Linked DNA regions of Siniperca chuatsi: region 1 is linked to region 2. The links are chromatin contacts, called in public Hi-C maps. All regions are on one chromosome and are shown on one strand. Each heading gives the region's core, a stretch centred on a gene start, on an enhancer-like site or on the middle of the called end of the contact. The rest is flanking DNA. Distances are from core to core; before and after follow the strand shown.

Region 1 (3,321 bases), core at 158-2,657, 52 kb before region 2:
TCGAAGATCTTTTTAAAGTATCTTTTCTTTGTGGAAGACGCTGCCGGCTTCCTGCATGGTTTTCCTGTGATTGTCTGTTTTTGTATATTATTATTATTAATAACTTTGAACGTTTGTTTTTCTGTCCCCCTGTTAACCCGCTGGCTTTCGTGTTTGTTTTTGCACTTTACTCTTTTAGATTAAATATCGAAGTTGAGGGGGGGGGGGTCGACGTCGGTCCAAAAAAGGTTTGGAAACCACAATAATCAGTGACATGCACCTTTACTTTACCTGGAGCCTGGTTTGTTTGTTTGTTTGTTTGTTTGTTTGTTTGTTGTGGAAAGTGACGGAGGGCAGAAGCCAGAACATTAATGTGAATCTATTTTCCTACGCTGACTGACTGGAATAAAGGAAGTGTCGATCACTGGCAGAAAACAGTCGCGTCAGTTTCTTTCCTGTCCTTTTTGTTTCTGTTCTCTCGCTTTGCTTCTTTTCTCGAATCTCCTCCTCCGTCGTTTCCTCCGTCAGTCACCGGGTGGCGCTCTAACAGCGTCTCGTTCAGGCTTCCTGCAGTAGAGACAGCTCGCTCCACTGTATTTAGTAGAAATGTAAAAGTACAGGTCGACGCGCTGATAAATAAAAGATATGCAAGAAATATATAGATGTAATATTGTCACTGTAATAAAGAATAATATCTTATATATCAGTTGTAATGTAATGTTATGAATAAGTGAATTGCTAATGTTATTTTATTATATTTTAGAGGTTGAGGTTCAAAGAAAACTGAAGGGGTTTCACAAAAAGTAGAAGTTAAAAAGAAAACATGTACAAACTCCACACGGTGAAAGGAATAATGGGTTTTAAAGGAACATTTTAGACACTAAAAAGGGAAATAAAGTGATTTTAAAGTTAAGTTTTTCTTCAGGAAGTCCTTCAGATAAAAACAGGGGGCTCAATATTCTGGTCCAAACGGAACCAGAACCAAAACCAGCGGCTCCATCAAGGTAACCGGAGTGGAACCGGAACCGAAACAGCGCCGCCTTCAAACTAAAAGCTTTGTGGAAAATGTCGAAATAGTGAAGTTAAAATTAAATGGAAGTTACACTTTAAAACAGCAGCAACAACAAACGTAGATAATTGTTTGTCAGTGGAAAAAAAAATAGTAATGTAAAATGAGTGAAAATTAATTTTCTGTTGGTCGTCTAACTGATTAATTGACTAATAGTTTCAGATGTAAACGTTTAAAATAAACTAATAAAGGGGTTTCGTGTGTTATAAGTTTTAAAGTGGTAAACACAGATTTATATCCAAGATTCACAAAAGTGGAAACATTGTTGACTTTGCTCACTCATTTCTCCTTTACCTTAAAAGTATATTTAAACATAAATAAATAAATAAAAATGTTTGTGCTTTTATTGTGTGAACGTGCACCGGAAGTTCCGGTCGCTGCGGACTGCGGCTGCCTTGACGGATGTTGCGTCACCGCCGCCTTAAAGAAGGCAGAGTCGAGCTGATCCGAGCGGAGCCAGGCCACAAGCCCCGGACCTGATGGACCGCTTCAGAGCCTGAAAAAACCCGGACCAAGACCCGGACTAAATCCTGGATTAAAGACCTCGATTCAACCCGGAAACTCCCGGGACGAAAACCGGATTCCGCCCCGAGTGTCGGGACATTTAAAGCGGAGTGAAGACGCTTCAGTAGCCGGGTAGGTCTCCTCCGGCTCCGGCTGGTTCCTCCCTCCGTGTTCCGACTCTTTTTCTCGGTGTTTTTGTTGGTTGTACTCGGTTAAGCTAGCTGCTAGCCGCCCGTGTTAAAGCCCCGGGCTGCGGGCCTGCTGCAGCCCGGCTCTCCTCCTCCTTCCTCCGGTTTGTTTTCATCAGGAGGGAGCGGCTCTGCTCCTCCTCCTCCTCCTCCTCCTCCTCCTCCCTGAGATTATACTCTTACATTTTTCCATAACACTCACTGATACTGTGGGTTTAGCTCCTTTTAGCCTCTAATCGGTTGTAGTTTTTCTGTAATAATCCCGGAATATTAAGGCCTGTGTGTTCAGTTCACAGCTGCACTCATCGTGTATTTGCGGTATTTTATCACCATGATGTTTCCATAATACTCACATAATACTACAGATCATAGACAGGCTGGTTCATGGTCTCAGTGGGGACTTTCAGTTTTAATCTCCTTCACTGCCACTGCAATAACACTCCTATAATACTCCTAAAATACTTGTATAGTACTCCTATAATACTTGTATAGTACTATAATACTTGTAAAATACTCCTATAATACTTATAAAATACTCCTATAATACTTGTAAAATACTCCTATAATAATAATAATGATGATAATAATAATAATACTTGTATAGTACTATAATACTTGTAAAATACTCCTATAATACTTATAAAATACTCCTATAATACTTGTAAAATACTCCTATAATAATAATAATGATGATAATAATAATAATACTTGTATAGTACTATAATACTTGTAAAATACTCCTATAATACTTATAAAATACTCCTATAATACTTGTAAAATACTCCTATAATAATAATAATGATGATAATAATAATAATACTTGTATAGTACTATAATACTTGTATAGTACTATAATACTTGTAAAATACTCCTATAATACCTATAAAATACTCCTATAATACTTATAAAATACTCCTATAATAATAATAATACTTGTAAAATACTCCTATAATAATAATAATGATAATAATAATAATACTTGTAAAATACTCCTATAATAATAATAATGATAATAATAATAATACTTGTAAAATACTCCTATAATAATAATAATGATAATAATAATAATACTTGTAAAATACTCCTATAAATATATACAGAGCTTGAAACTACTGCAGCCCGTGAAATACCCACCAGTTTGTAAATGTGGAACGTAAACTTCCCCAAATCGCTGAAATCCCCAAATTCGCAGGAAAAATGAAGACGCTACAGTATAATTTTGCCTTTCATCAATTTGACCTTCTTCTCGCATATAATTAATTCTAATAATTAATTATAATTTGATAAATAGGCCCGATTCCCAGACGGAAGAATCCTAAATAATGAATTTATTCCACATGTTACACAACATCTACATTTATTGGAAAACAACAGAAGTCTTCCAAATGTTTTTAGGTCTAATGTCCCTTTTTTATAAATATTAAGGAGGAAAAGGCAAGTTTGAGTATTTATAGTAAAAACAAACGCTGAAACACTTTCCCAAAAAGGTTCAATAACAAGATAAACCAAAGTCAATGTGTGTGTAGGTTAGATTTAGTGCACATTAAAGAATCATTAACCACTTCTTACAACCGTTGGTGA
Region 2 (3,089 bases), core at 400-2,899:
CCTGATCACACTCTCACACTTTCACTGCAGCAGAGGGTGTGTCAGTGTGTGTCAGTGTGTTACTGACTTGTCTCCTGTGTGGTGTTTGTTACCTGCTGTGCTGCCTGCGCTGATCCCTGCTGCTGCTGCTGCTGCTGCTGGAGTTGCTGCTGTTGCTGGTATTCCTCCTGTTGGAGCTGTCGGGCCAACTCCAGGTCGCTGAGGGGCCCCGGGGCCCCGCCCTGCTGCTGCTGCAGGGACACCGCCACCAGGTAGTCCTAAAAGCAACAACAGGATCAGCCGGTGACTCGCGAGCGGACCGATCCTCTCGGCTCCGTCGGGAACACCCGGCCGGACTCACCTGGTCGATCTGTCTCTGCTGCTCCTGGGCGGTGGGCGGCAGGGCGGCAGCGCGGCGGCGGCGGGCGCGGCTCTCTGCGGAGGATGACACAGTCTGAAGTCGGAGTCGCAGAAGTTTCCGTCTCCCTCGACGTTATGAAGAGACTCCCAGACCAAACCCTCCTCCTGCAGGAAGCCCTGATCCGTCACCAACAGGTACAGGTGACCCTGCGAGGGCGGAGAGACAGGTGATCTATATATTTATGCGAGATCATCTGGTAACTATAGTGACAGGTATCACGTCGGCAGGCGAGATCTGGATCCATCGGACAGTAAAGGAACCTGATACAATACAGAAAACCTGGTCTGCAGTCATGCTAGCAGCTCTGTGAGGCTAACATAGCAGCTATCATGTTCACCATCTTAGTTTAGCACGTTAGCATGCTAACATTAGCTAGTTAGCAGTAAACACAGAGAGCAGCTGAGGCTGATGGGAGCGTCAGCAGCTCTGCAGGTGTTCGGTCAGAAACCAAAGTGTCGGACGCGTTAACATGTCGACCTGATGGTGGCGCTAGATGGAAAGTCAGAGGATCAGCAGAGTTCTTACAGTTCATCCTGAGGGGACAGGCAGACATCGCACAGCATGGAGTTAAATCACAAATACTTATGCCTTCAATAATTGATCAAACACATGAGATGAGACCAGCGACGCACCTGGAGTCCAACTGGACTCCAGCGGAAACAAGCTGTAACGGTGGAAGAATCAAACGTCCGTCTGCGTCGTCAGACTGCTGCAAACTCTCACGTTTACATCCAAGAATGACCACAAACTCTGCTATATATATATATATATATATATATATATATATATATATATATATATATATATATATATATATAAACATGTTTGTTTCACCCTCATGAAATCTTAAAAACAAGACTTCTCCAATTACTTTGCGTCTCTGAAGAGCAGCTGCAGTAAAAGTGTGAGTGTGTGTGTGTGTGTGAGAGTGTGTGTGTGTGTGTGAGTGTCTGTGTGTGTGTGTGTGTGTGTGTGAGAGTGTGTGTGTGTGGCTCCACCTTGTGTTTGATCATGGTACTGAAGTGGTTGTTTCTGAAGAACACGGAGATCTCTCCCTCTTTGGCCGTCGTGTTGAGTTCACACAGGCCGTGATACGACAGCTGCGTCGCCGTCGACTCCAGGAACTGCTCCGCCACCAGACCTGGAGGGCACGCACACACACACACACACACGCGCACGCACACACACGCACACACACACACACACACACGCACACACACACACAGAGATGTTTGTTCATACACAGCATGATTCATCAAACCTCTGTGTACAGTCATTGTCCTGACTGCTGTCCGCAGAGTGTGTGTGTTTATTTGTATATACACGTGTGTGTGTGTGTGTGTGTCTGTGTGTGTTTATTTGTATATATACGTGTGTGTGTGTGTGTGTGTGTGTGTGTGTTACCTTCACTGACTCGGCTGCTGTCAGCAGAGTGTTTGTAGTCGATGATTTTCTCCACCAGCTGGTTGTAACTCAGTTTCCCCACAGAGGCCACCATCTCTGGACTCTGAACACACACACACACACACACACACACACACACACAGCACAGACACACACACACACACACACACACACAGACACACACACACACACACACACAGCACAGACACACACACACACACACACACACACACAGCACACAGCACAGACACAGCACACACACACAGCACACACACACAGCACACACGAAAGTTAGATCGAAGGTCAAACATCACAAAGTGAAACCGGCTCATAATCTCTGCTGATGAATCATTAACAGCTGATGAGCGTCTGTTGTTGATTGGTCGGTCAGATCTCCGCGCGTTACGGGAACTCGAGCTGCGGCTGTTTTTCTTGCGGGTAGACGGTAAACATTCGTCCGCGTTGAGCTGCTGAAGAGCCTAAACTCTCAGGATCCTCCTCGCGGGTTAACGGACGCGACCCGAGCGCCGCTTTGGAAGCCTATAACTGGCGCCCGATCCCCAGCACGAGTTCGACGCATCTAAAAAGGACGCGCCTCTTCGGCAGGAACCGACGGGCTCGGAGCTGAGAGCCGCAGACAGGAAGTCAGACGGCGCTGAGAGACGCGTTGATGGTTCGAGTCTGAAGGCGAGATTCGTTGATAAATATTGATTAACAGGAGCGGCGGTGGTTCTTCTTTCTGCTCCGCCCGGTCGTTTCTCTGAGGTGGAGGGTCTCAGTTCTCTTTCCTCTTCTGTTAAATCCTCCATAAGAAGTCCAGGTCCTGGCCCTGTGGACCAGGTTCTGACTCTGGACCAACACGTCAGCCGTTTGAGTCTGAAGTAATAATTGTCTCGTCCCGTCTCGGCTGCTGTAACTCGAGGTCCAAAATGCTGCTGCAGAGCTTTAGACCGGGTCCTCCAAGAAGGTCTCAGGTGACACCGTGTCTCTTCACTGGCTCCTCATCAGAATCCAGAATCTGGTTCCAGGTTCTTGGGATCACGTATAGAGCTCTGCAGGGTCAGGCACCTGCCTACATTACAGATCTACTGCAGCCCGGTACCAGCGGGTCTCTGAGGTCCAAAGACCTGCAAAGACCTGCCTTTGTGTCATTTTCTATTTACTCACACACACACACACACACACACACACACACACACACAGGTAGGGGGGGGGCGTACCTGCGGGTCGACCAGCCAGCCGTGGTACAGCGGGATGTCCAGCAGGTCGAACACGATACACTCTG

Evidence for each region. A called contact is a pair of places that touch in the nucleus more often than the background predicts.
Region 1: a contact with region 2 is called in a Hi-C map of skeletal muscle, with 5 times the contacts expected there. The contact joins the promoter of LOC122864527 here to the enhancer-like site in region 2. A contact is called at or near these places in 2 of 3 Hi-C or Micro-C datasets (skeletal muscle and an unstated tissue).

What each region holds. Positions count from the first base shown.
Region 1 is chrLG17:1,031,756-1,035,076 of ASM2008510v1, reverse strand. It overlaps LOC122864527 (phosphatidylinositol 4-kinase beta-like), which reads left to right and starts at 1,407. Exons shown (of 15, transcript XM_044172061.1): 1 at 1,407-1,684. It overlaps rfx5 (DNA-binding protein RFX5), which reads left to right. Exons shown (of 11, transcript XM_044172070.1): 11 at 1-409.
Region 2 is chrLG17:980,156-983,244 of ASM2008510v1, reverse strand. It overlaps mindy1 (ubiquitin carboxyl-terminal hydrolase MINDY-1), which reads right to left. Exons shown (of 13, transcript XM_044172324.1): 7 at 3,025-3,089; 8 at 1,805-1,907; 9 at 1,399-1,541; 10 at 400-546; 11 at 341-397; 12 at 93-257. Among protein-coding and RNA genes, the nearest start is that of mindy1, 9.5 kb to the right of the region's middle. Within about 2 kb of position 1,649, the one cell type or tissue checked has an H3K27ac peak away from gene starts, as active enhancers do.